Linked DNA regions of Capsicum annuum: region 1 is linked to region 2. Evidence: chromatin contacts called from public Hi-C data. All regions are on one chromosome and are shown on one strand. Each heading gives the region's core, a stretch centred on a gene start, on an enhancer-like site or on the middle of the called end of the contact. The rest is flanking DNA. Distances are from core to core; before and after follow the strand shown.

Region 1 (6,187 bases), core at 1,116-3,615, 53 kb before region 2:
TGCTTTATTATGGATTTGATTATTATTCCTTGTCTTGAGCTAGGGATCTATCGGAAACAGCCTTTCTACTTCTTCAAAGGTAGTGGTACGGACTGCGTACATCTTACCCTCCCCAGACCCCACTATGTGAGAATACACTGGGTTTTTTGTTGTTGTTGTATCATGAAAGGCTTAATCATAAGTCGCTATCCAAACAAATAACTTTTTGAGCCCTGAACCACTGGTGCACAAAATACACTTAGAATTCTTAGAAAGGGGTCAAAGAATTATCATTTATTTCCCTTCTTTTTTTCTTCCAGAGAAGGTAGCGATGTCTAACAATTGAACAGACCCTTTTCTCGTTCTACTTGTATTGTGTGAACCATCACATTACTAGAAGAATAAAAAGAAATAAGCAGCTCATATTTCAAATAAAGACCGCGACAGACTCTCTTTTTTTTTTTTGGTTGCTGGGAGCATTTTCCAGTAACTAGCAGCTTGATCAATTTAAGTGGTACGTCCACAAGTTTGAAAAGAAAGATTCTCATCAATCAGCTTCATGGTTGATCCAGATGTTATAGAAGTTTATCTTTAAAGTTAAACAAGTGACCGGTAATCAGCAGAAACCACTGTGCAATGTAGCACCAGTGTTACTTGCACATAATGCTTCTGATATTTTAGTGATGATATTATGTATCTCCATAATTTTCAGGAGAGGTAAACCAACAAACTATTTTTTTAACACCTAGATAAGGGGAACAGAAAACTATTTCACATCACTACTTTGAAATATTAAGGTCAAAGCTTCACACAACCAGTGTGATCACTGCTTTGAACTTTTAAGTCGAAGCCTCTACAGACATAAACACAGGTAAATCCTTAAAGGTACAGGATCATTTCATAAAATGAACACCATTTAGATTGCCAATGTTTATTCTCACAAACCCATTGGTTTACAGGAAGAGTAGTAAGAGAGGAAACAAAAGAAACCAATTCCTGATGGCACAACAAATTAGAAAGTTTTTATGACGGTCACCCTGGTTTTAAAAACTTAAGCACAACCTACATTTGCCAACTCAATGCAAACAAAGTGGGAAAGAAGTACTAGTAGTAGAGATACTGTACCCCATTCTTAGCTTCAACAGCATGCTCTTCATCGATATGACAACATAGTCCAACAATATCAAAATCCTCCGCACAGAAAGGACAAAGAAACTCTGGCCTAGACTCCTCTTCGCAATTATACTCCTCTCCTAAGTTATAGATATCTGCAACACACCGAAAATTCACTTCCGTAAAACAAGAAAAGCTATGCCTTAACATTTCCAACCATGTTACTAGATACAGTGTGAAAAGATACCCAGAAATGCAAACATAAAATTTTCTTCTCCGTGTATGTATCTTCCCTTGGAAAACATACACATTCCCCAAACGACAATTCAGAGAAAGAGATGAGAGTTGATAAAACAAAAATTTAAAACCTGCACATCTGGAGTCGCTCTGGGCAAGGAAAACCCTCAAAGAACAATTTCTAAAAATCCCAAATACGACCGACCAAACCCAGAAATGCAAATATAAAATAAACTATGCCACTTTTTCAATTCCAGTAAACTAAAATAAAGTTGTAATCTTTACACAAGGTTAGTTTCTGTGAAGGAAGACCAATAAACAACATTTTCTGTTTACATTACTGCTACAGAGAATAAGAAAAAACCACAAAAGCAAATGTAAATTTCTTCAAATTCAGGTAAGGAAACCCATTCCCACAAAACCCCAGCTCAGGAAAAACAAATGTAATTTTCGCAGTTGGTTCAATTCTGTGCAAGGAAAACCCATGTACAACAAATCAAAGCAAATGCAAGTGCATATTCCTTCATTTTCTTGCCAAAAAAAAAAAACACATCCACCTCAGGAAATAAAGCCAAAAACATTTGGTTGCAAATTTTTCACCTGCATAAAACGAAGATAACTACTAACCTGATCGAGATTGGTAACGCCTTGAAGAAGTAAATAAACGAGTCCAAGAATCCGAATCCATTATAAATATCTTGGACTTACAGATGATTTTATGATTAAATCCTTAGAAATTTCAATAAATACTTGTACCCCTTCGGCACAAAAGTGAAACCTTGTTGTTGTTGTTTTTTTCTTTTGGTATGATATAAAGGAGAGAGCCAGATTCAGATGATTTCACCAAGATTTAGACCAAGAAGAGGTGGAAAGAAAAAATAATAGGGAAAGAAGGGGGTTGTGAAGTTTCCTGGAAATAGGGAGGAGGAAGAACCATGAGCAATAGGCAATGACAAGGCTTATACACGCTTTTTTTCTTTGGTTATTACATAACAAGGCTTAAAAGTTGGAACTTTATTGCACGATTGGAATGTGCACTATGCACCTTTCACTTTTGGACCGACTTATTTATTACCTCCGCGTTGTCTACGAAATAACACATACCTTAAGGTTTGTTTGGCCAACGGAATTAAATAATTTAGGATAAAGTTTGAGATTAATTTTATTTTATATTTGATATAAAGTATTATCTAATTTTGCGATTATTTTATTCCATCATTTATATTAAAATAGGGAAATTACTATCTCATATGAATCAACAACAACAACAAACTCAGTGTATTCACACATAGTGAGGTCTAGGGAGGGTAAGATGTACGCAGTCCATACCACTACCTCTGGAGAAGTAGTAAGGTTGTTTCCGATAGGCCCCCGGCTCAAGATAAGATAAGTCATAAAAAACGTATACAAAGCATGGAACAATATGACATGACATAAATACGCCACCTATAAGGAGTAGTAAACAAAGAATAGTAAGCAATCGTAATGTAGCATAACAAGAATATTGCACCGGCCAAGTAAAGCCCTATCCTACCTACCGAAAAAGTCACTAGCCTTCTATCCTAATACGCGTTCTCCAGATCTTCCTATCTAGGGTCATGTCCTCAGTAAGCTGTAACTGCTCCATGTCCCGCCTAATCACCTCTCTCCAGTATTTTTTCGGCCTACTCCTGTCCCGCCTGAAACCATCCAAAGCAAGCCTCTCACACCTACGAACTGGAGCATCCGTGCCCCTCCTCATCACATGTCTGAACCATCTCAAACGGACCTCCCGCATCTTATCCTCCACAGAAGCCACACCAACCTTATCTCCAATAGACTCATTTCGAACCCTATCCCCCTAGTAAGCCCACACATCCAGCACAACATTCACATTTCCGCCACCTTTAGTTTTTGAATGTGAGAGTTTTTGATAGGTCAACACTTTGCTCCATACAACATGGTCGGACAAACTGCCACCCTATAAAATTTACCTTTAAGCTTGGGCGTCACCTTCTTATCGCATAACACCCCCGAGGCGAGCTTCCACTTCATCCATCCCGCCCCGATCTGGTGAGAGATATCCTCGTTAATCTCACCATTCCCCTAAATCATGGCCCCTAAGTACTTAAAACTATCCCTCTTACACACCACCTGAGAATCCAACCTTACTGCCACTAATTTCTAAGAAATTAGATAGAGATTGATGGCAGAAAAAAAAGTATAATGATCAGAAAGCAATAATGACATTTTGCAATAACGATCAAAAGGCAATAATGATATTTTGCAATAATGATCAGAAGACAATAATGACAACTGCCAGTTGGATCATCATTAAGTAACTGGCATGAGTATAATGGTCAGAAGGTAATAATGACAATCGCAAAATCATTACCCAACTGGATAACATATTATGTAAACCTATCCACAGTCCTCATTGCAAATGCATTGATGATACCTCACTAAAATCTAGTGGTATCACAATAACCCCACCCTAACAAACCAACATAAAAGTTCGATAGCTATTAAAAGACTCATTAATACCATATGATTTCCCATAAGAAACAAGCTAAAACATCTGCAAAATCCCTAAAATAATCGGCAAACTGAAACAAGTCGAACATGCAAGGTTATTCCAAGTGATGGAGCAGCAAAAATGCATCTCTCAGATCAATTTGCTGCATTAAAGATGGAGAAGATAGACAAACATAACAATAACAATAAACTCAATGTATTTCCACAAAGATAGACAAACATATTACTCCAGAAAACATAGAGAAAATTGCGCCCAAGTATTACAAGCTCAATACGCCATGCCAATAAAAAGTTGAGAGGAAGACCCAAAATTCCAGATACTACAGAAAAATTCCCCCTCAATAACTCAAAACAGAAAACTAAAATACTTAAGCAATTATAGGGCAACTTGCGAACAGGTTCACTATCTCCAATATCAACATCAAACACATGATCATATTGAATTCCATCAAGAAGAGGACGTGATATGCCATCATCAGGCCCATCAACCACTTAACCAATTTTATCCCAATTTTGCTCCATCATATTCCATGCATACGCCACTCCATTGTCCTCTTTACGAACAACTCCATAAATCAGGAAATTGCATGTCATAGACCAAAAATATGGGTGATTTTAGATATTTGACCCCAAATAAGAAACTTTGAAGAATAGTCTTCCTTACTTTTTAATATACTAAAAGTACCATTTTGCCCCTTTATACTTCAAATATATTTTAAAACTTTCCATACTTATTTATCTCTTAAATTTTATTTTTTATTATTTTCACTTTTTAATTTTTCCTTTACTTTTATAATTCTACTTTTTTCACTTTTTCATTTTTTTCTTTAAATTTATTATTCTGATTTTTATTATTTTCAATTTTTATTTTTTTATTTAATTTTATTTTCATATTTTAATCTATTTGTCTCAACCTTAATTTTTTTTATCTTTTTTTTACAATCATTATCTATTTCTTCAATCTTTTTCTTTTTTTAATTTAGTTGTCTTTAACCTTTATTTAGAGTTTTTTTAATTTCTCTTTTTTTTCGAGAATTTTTCTTAGATATTCATTCTCGTTCATTTTTTTTCCTTATTTCTCAAATATCCTTTCTCTTGCCCTATATATGAGCAGTTTATTATTTAATTGCACTACAAAAAATATGGGAGACCGCCCTATATCTTCAGGATGAGAGTGAAAATCAAAAACCATTAGGCCACAATTTTCAAACGTATCTGTTAATCTAACTTCATCATATAGCAAAGCATCATATTTCCCAATACTAAAGTTCAGTAGCATTTACTGTCAAGTGTTATGCAAAATATAAGGAAATAGATCAGTAATCCAGTAGTAACTTTTAACTGGTCGATTATACTCAAATGCTTGACAGATGACCTGTATTGAGAAATTAAAAACAAACTAAGCAGCATATAGAGAATGGCAATACTGCAATCTTAAAACAGAATACCACACAATTATGGAATTAGCATTTTGTGTAAGTATAAAGTCTAATTAGTCTATCCAGAAAGTGTATATCTTTCTGCATTTTGATCAGCATGAATAGGTTATCAATGTCTGTATTTTCGTCGTTAGTTGGTTCATATTATCTATTCCATCAGCCATTTGATCTACATCTTCATTCAGTTCATTCGGGTGCCTACATATTGATCATGATTCTGTTCATTAATGTCTTCATGTTGATTAGCATTTTGCTCAGCAGCTCCTAAATTTTGTTCATCAGAAACCTGTTCATTAGCATCTCCATATTGATCAGCATTTTGCTCAGTAGCACCTATATCTTGTTCATTAGAAACCTGTTCATCAGTGTCTCCATCTGGATAAGCATTTTGCTCAGCAACACCTACATCGTGATCATCAGGACACTGTTCATTAGCATTTCCATCTTGATTAGCATTTTGCTCAGCAGCGTCCACATCTTGTTCATTAAGAAACTATTTATTAGTGTTTCCATCTGGATCAGCACTATGCTAAGCAACACCTACATCTTGATCAGTATTTTACACATTAAAGCCCACATCTTATTCATTAAGAGTCTGTTCATTGGTGTTTTCATCTTGATCAGTATTTTACACATTAGATCCCACATCTTGTTCATTAGGAACCCATATTGTTCATCTTTTTTCCTCATTTATAATATATGTTCAAAATCTAATCAGTGCAATTAAAGAATAAATTGTTTCCTCTTGGGCAAAAATTTTCAATTTTAATAATTTTCTAAAGTCTTGCCTATGAGGCAAGAGTTGCATATATGTTAATAATGTAATCAGTACAATTAAAGAATAAACTTTTGCCCCTTGGGCAAAAGTTTTCAATTTCAACAATTTTCTAACATGAGGAAAGAGT
Region 2 (6,214 bases), core at 951-3,450:
TAAAAGTCTCCGCTTTATATAAAATTAACTTTTCACCTACCCCTATTATTTTAATAATACTAATTTAGTATACATATGTTGCACGTGTGTCTTACGTCATTAAATAAAACTATATACATTTACCTACCAATGAGTATAATTTAGGAAAAAGTCACATAAATAACATAAATAATTTGAGCTAAAATAAAAATAAGAACTTCAAGTTCCATAAAATAATGAAGATTAGTTGTATTTAACTAATATTCTGTTTGACCAAGCAAAGCTTCCAAAATCTACTTATTAGTTGTATTTAACTAATATTCTGTTTGACCAAGCAAAGCTTCCAAAATGTACTTATGTTGAATTTTGAATTGTAAAGAAAAGTTAAAGCTAAGAAATTTTGTTGATATTCGTTACTCATCTGTCACTAAATAAAACTAACGACATATTTTACTATTTATGTTTAACTTTCTATCGATAATCATATTTATTAGTAGTGAAATACTTACTATTGAAAAAAAAAATCATTTGTTAGAATTAAAAGAGACAATTCAGTTAGACTATATTTATTTTCTATTGATTTCTTTGAAGGTTGTCAATTTGAAATTATACTTTCTCCATCTAAAAAAGGAATTTTTTTTTTTTTTAAAAGGCACAAGTTGGTTGATGAGTTTCATATATAAAAACACATTATGAGTCCGTTTGGATATGATTAAAAAAATAGTTTTTTAACTTAAGTGATCAAAAGTTTAAAAATAAGTGCTTACAAATTAAGTAGATAAATGTTTGAATAGAAGTGTTGAAATTGAAAAAAAGTTATTGATGTGTTTGGTAAACAAGTGATTTTAAGCACTTTTTTGCTGTTAAAATAAATTAAATATCTTTAAAGTTGTTAACATCATAAATAAGGTGAATTATTTATAATTTTTAATTTTAAAATAAAAATTTTGAACAAACCTCCAATGTAATGATGGATTCCATGAAAATAAAGAAAGATGAAGAGGAAATTGGAGGGAAGAGATGAAGCGAAGCGGCAAAGAGAAGTTTTTTTTTTTTTATATATATTTAAAGGCTACAATTTTAGAATATTGTTGGAATTGGAGGAAAATATAAGGGATAAAACAGTAAATATTTTGGTTAAACCTAAAAGAATTTTAATCTAAAAAGTAAAAAGCTGGGGGTACCTAGCTTCTCACTTTTTAATTCTTTTAATCAGTTTTTAGTTTTTTTTTAAGCACTTTTTAATTTTACGAAACATCTTAAAAAACTAAAAAAGAGATTAAAAACTGATTTGATCAGATTTTAATCCTATCCAAACGGGCTCTATGTCTACCCAAAATAGTACTCAAATTCTCAACACCTTCACATGTCGTAAAAGTAACTGATAATATATCCACAATTAAGAAGAAGATCAAAGAAGTGATAAAATTTAGTTACTTAAATATGAATCTTTAAAAATTTTAAAGAATTTTTTTCTTTTTATAGATATAAACCTAAGCTTTTGATAAAAGATCAAAAGAATCGAGCAAAAACATCTTTAAGTCTAGTACTGAGTGGTCTCTTTCCAAACAAATCAAGCAAAATCATCGGTTTCAATAAGAGTTAATGGAGAGACGAAACCTCAATCACGCATGTCTTTCTCCATTCTAATTCATGGTTCGTACTTTATCTTTGTGCTTGCTTAAATTATCACAATATGGTTATGACTATAATAATCACCGAAACTCTAATCCAATATTCACAAAGAAAAAAAGAAATAATTTTAGCACATGATATGAGCGATCATGGGATGGTGGGGTTAAAGTAAGGTAAAATTTTTATTTAAAGAAAAAAAAAAAGAAAAAAAGATAAACCTGTGGTTCGGCTCTGTTACGAACCATTGCATAGCGAAAACTTTAACGTATTGGGCTACCCTTTCAATCTATCTTCATGCAAATCACACTATATATGAAAAATGGTTATACATACAACACCATACCACACAAAATATGATTTGCTTCAACGACGACCAACAACTCCATACACAATAATTATTATGGCTCAGTCCCAAATAAATAGAAGTCTTAATAAGCAACTAATAATAACAGCGGACTTTTTTAACTCTCTTTTGTACTTTTATGCAACTCAAAAACTTCACCCAATAATCTCCCTAGGCCTCACTTGGTCAAAATAAAGACCATTATTCATTGCTTTGGACTCTTTCAAATAAAGACATCTTTAAGTCTAGTAGTGAGTGGTCTCTTTCCAAACAAATCAATCACAATCAACGGTTTCAATTAGTAGCTAATGGAGAGTCGAAATTTCAATCATGATCTAAATGTCTTTCTCCCATTATAATTCATGGTTTACACTTTATCTTTGTGCCTACTTAAAATACCACAATAAGGTTATGACTATTATAATTATCGAAACTCAAATACAATATCCACAAAGAAAAAATAATAATTTAGCACATGATATGAGCAATCATGGAATGGTGGGGTTAAAATAAGGTAAAAATTTTATTTAAATAAATAAAAATAAACCTCTGTGGTTCGGTTCTTTTTCGGACCATTACATAGCAAAAGTTTTAACGTATTGGACTGCCCTTTCTACAATCTATCTTCAAGCAAATCACACTATATATGAAAATTTGTTATGCATAGAACATCATACCACACAAACAATAATTTGCTTCAATGACGACCAACAACTCCATACACAATAATTACTATGCCTTAGTCTCAAATAAATAGAAGTCTTAATAAGCAACTAATAATAATAGCAGACTTTCTTTAACTCTCTTTCACACTTTTATACAACTCAAAAACTCTACCCAATAATCTCCCAAGCGTTGCTTTGGTCAAAATAAAGACCATTATTCATTGCTTTGGACTCTTCCCATAAAAAGACAAGGCACCCAAAGAGCAAAGAAAAGATTTTAAGCGCGATGCTCTTCCTGCAGAGATAGAATTGATGGTATCAATTAAGCAATTACAAGTCTTATAACATGAGAAAATTACATAGATCCTAGCGAATTGATTAAGCTACTTGAGTCCTATAAGACTAATAAATATACAAAATTGATTAAGCCACTTGAGTGTTATAAGACTAATAGATATACAAAATTGATTAAATCAAGGATAGTAACTACGTCTTCCTTTGTTACAACTTTACTTTTACTTCATTTTTTTTTGTACACAAAAAATATTTCATTGATAGTAAATTTTAATTTGTACAACAACTTGCTCATACAGATGTATGAAATCCTCATTTATCAGTTATCAAATTTTAAATCTTCATTTAATCTTTGTCATTAGAGAACAAATAGAGACATTCCTTGTCTGCAGTTATGATCAATATGTGCCAAGTACTTATGGGCTAATAGCCGCTGAAGCTCGCTGTCTAGCTTTCGTTCATGTATGTATCTTCAAGGTACTAATAAAAGTAGTAAATCCAGCCCCATACTATTATGTTTATATCTTTATACTTGTTTCAATTGATTTGGATATTAGATTTTTGGCTAAATCAGTCCAAAAATATATTTTAGTATCATATAATATTGTTCAATATGAGCCAATTGCATATAATGTTTTCAAAAAATATCACACTATGAAGAATACATTTACACTTTATGTTTAACTTAAAAGGTTAATACAATTCTTTCAAGTTTTATAACCTTTGATTTTTTTGTTACTTCATTTCGTGGGAACATGCTTTTTTGGTTCAATTTTTCGATCACACTGTTTCCAACATAATTTAATTCATGAAAAATAAACTTCAACCATAAATAAAAATATGAAGAAACAATAATTTGTATCGATAAACGATGTGGGTACAAATCTGTTCCTCCCTTGATTCTACTCTCTTGATTTTGTCCGTAATTCAAGGGACGTCAGTAGCGTATTTCTCGTAGGAATATTTGGGATTGAATTTCTTCGTAATTCGAGGGCCGTTAGTGACGTATTTCTCGAATGTAGGAAGATTTGGCTATGAATTTCTCCGTAATTCGAGGACCGTTAGTGGCGTATTTCTCGAACCTAGGAATAAATATTTGGATTTGATCTCCATGAAAGGAAGAAATATTTGGATGTGATCTCCATGAAAGGAGGATTTGTTGATATTCTTGATTTATTTGATTAATCAAGAAGAAAAGATTTTGATCCTTTGAGATATTCGAGATTTATGAATATCTCATGAATTTTTGGTATATTTGGGATCTTGGAGATGCTCTTTAAAGGATATTTGCCCTCTTTTTATAGGCGTAATTTAGGGTTTAGGTAGAGTAGCCATCAAACTAGATTTAGGGTAAAGTAGCCTCAAGAACTCTAACCAAAATTAAACTCTTTTTATAGAGTCCACAAAATTTCAATGTCTACAAATGCCCCTACTTCAAGGCCTGTCGGAGTGTAGACTTGATGAAACTCAAAAACGAGTTTTGAAGTACCACTTTCATCTTTACGATCCCGCGGCTACAAATTTGCATATTTGATTTATGAGAGAACAGATGAAGGGTTGGTCCCACTGGGCGTGCCAATTTATTTCCAACAAAATTTTTACGGTGATAGAAATAAATTGCAATCACAATTAAAAATATGAAGAAACAACAGTTTTTATTGATAAACTGTGTAGGTATAAATCTGTTCCTCCCTTGATTCTTCTCTCTTGATTTTTTTCATAATTCGAGGGCTGTCAGTAGCGTATTCTCGAACGTAGAATTTTATATGGATTTTTCCGTAATTCGAGTGCCGTTAGTGGCATATTTCTCGAACATAGGAACATTTGAATTTGATCTCCATGAAAGGAGGTTTTGTCTTCTTGATATGTATTTGATTATCAAGAAGGAAGAGTTTTGATCTATAAATATTCCATGAATTTATTGAGACTTTGAAGATCGTTGATCTCTTTGTGAATATCCTGTGAATTTGTGGGATACTGGAGATGGCTCTTTAAAGGGATATTAATCTTTATGAATATCCCATGAATTTATTGGGACTTTTCAGATCTTCTTGATGTATTTGATTAATCAAGAATAGAGAGTTTTGATCCTTTGAGATATTCGAGATTTATGAATATCTCATGAATTTGTGGTATATTTGGGATCTTGGAGATGTCTCTTTAAAGGATATTTGCCCTTTTTTTATAGGCGTAATTTAGGGTTTAGGTAGAGTAGCCATTAAGCTAGATTTAGGGTAAAGTAGACTCAAGAACTCTAACCAAAATTAAACTCTTTTTATAGAGTCCACAAAATTTCAATGTCTAACTGAAAGAAAAAACACACAATATTTTCAAAGGGGAGAATTCGTTGTCTTGTTTGTTATGTATAGTTCATAATCTCTAAAACTTATAACTAAAAGAAGTTAGATGGCTACACTATTAAATGTAAACGAACATAGTAATATGTGAAGAGGAGTAGAATAAGATAAACTTAAGGCTACTAATGAATGTAAAGTAACATAACGGGTGATAAGCAACACGGCATGTTCACTACATAGCTTCTTTATCCATATGTGTCAAGGATTCATGAGACAATACTTTGTGCAATCTCATAGCATAATTCTGCCAATCTCGTATATAGAAGGAAAGCACGGTCACATCTCCTCTCAAATAAGACTCTAATGCCCATCTAGACAAAGAACTTCATGGTCCACATTCTTAGTGTGAGCAATTATCGATAAGGAGAAAAGCAAAAAGAATACATATTAATAATTTGTTAACTATACCAACTCAAATTAGATAGAAATACACTTGCATCTACGTATATAGAATTCCAAGAACATTAATTAATGATGGAAATTGAGGGACTTGATCTACTTTACAAGCACAATTAATATATTGAATATGTAAAAGATGCGCAAGAGAAGGTTTTAGCTCCACCATTAACCAACTTGCAATGCATGATTCGAAATAATCGAGACTTTAATGCGAGCATCAAACATTGAATAAAAAAACTAAAAAAGAAAAAAGAAAGATTATGTGTTGCTCGAAACTCACATTGAAAATAATGGACATACAAAATATGCAATAGATCTATAATAATATCAAATCAAAATCCATTCAATCAGCTAACTAATTCATGTTCTTTAATTGCCAATATTTTTCTCCTGCCTATTATTAATCCATCCTTTTCCAAACACCAAATCTTAAATCGATATTCTCTATAAAAAGAATATTGGTCCAAAAAATGTCAAAAGGTTTCGTCCTACATCATACATATTTACATTGTTTTTTTTTTTTTATATCGGGATCTGGTATA

What was found. Hi-C and Micro-C count contacts between places; a contact is called where the count stands out from the background.
Region 1: a Hi-C map of placenta shows a contact between it and region 2, with 1.8 times the contacts expected there. The contact joins the promoter of LOC107879219 here to the enhancer-like site in region 2. A contact is called at or near these places in 2 of 5 Hi-C or Micro-C datasets (leaf and placenta).

What each region holds. Positions count from the first base shown.
Region 1 is chr1:127,858,768-127,864,954 of UCD10Xv1.1, reverse strand. LOC107879219 (protein DEHYDRATION-INDUCED 19 homolog 4) reads right to left here and starts at 2,365. Exons shown (of 5, transcript XM_016726305.2): 1 at 1,957-2,365; 2 at 1,105-1,247. The coding sequence starts at 2,017.
Region 2 is chr1:127,805,972-127,812,185 of UCD10Xv1.1, reverse strand. No RefSeq gene overlaps it. Among protein-coding and RNA genes, the nearest start is that of LOC124897971, 25 kb to the left of the region's middle. Within about 2 kb of position 2,200, at least 2 of the 5 cell types and tissues checked have an H3K27ac peak or open chromatin away from gene starts, as enhancers often do.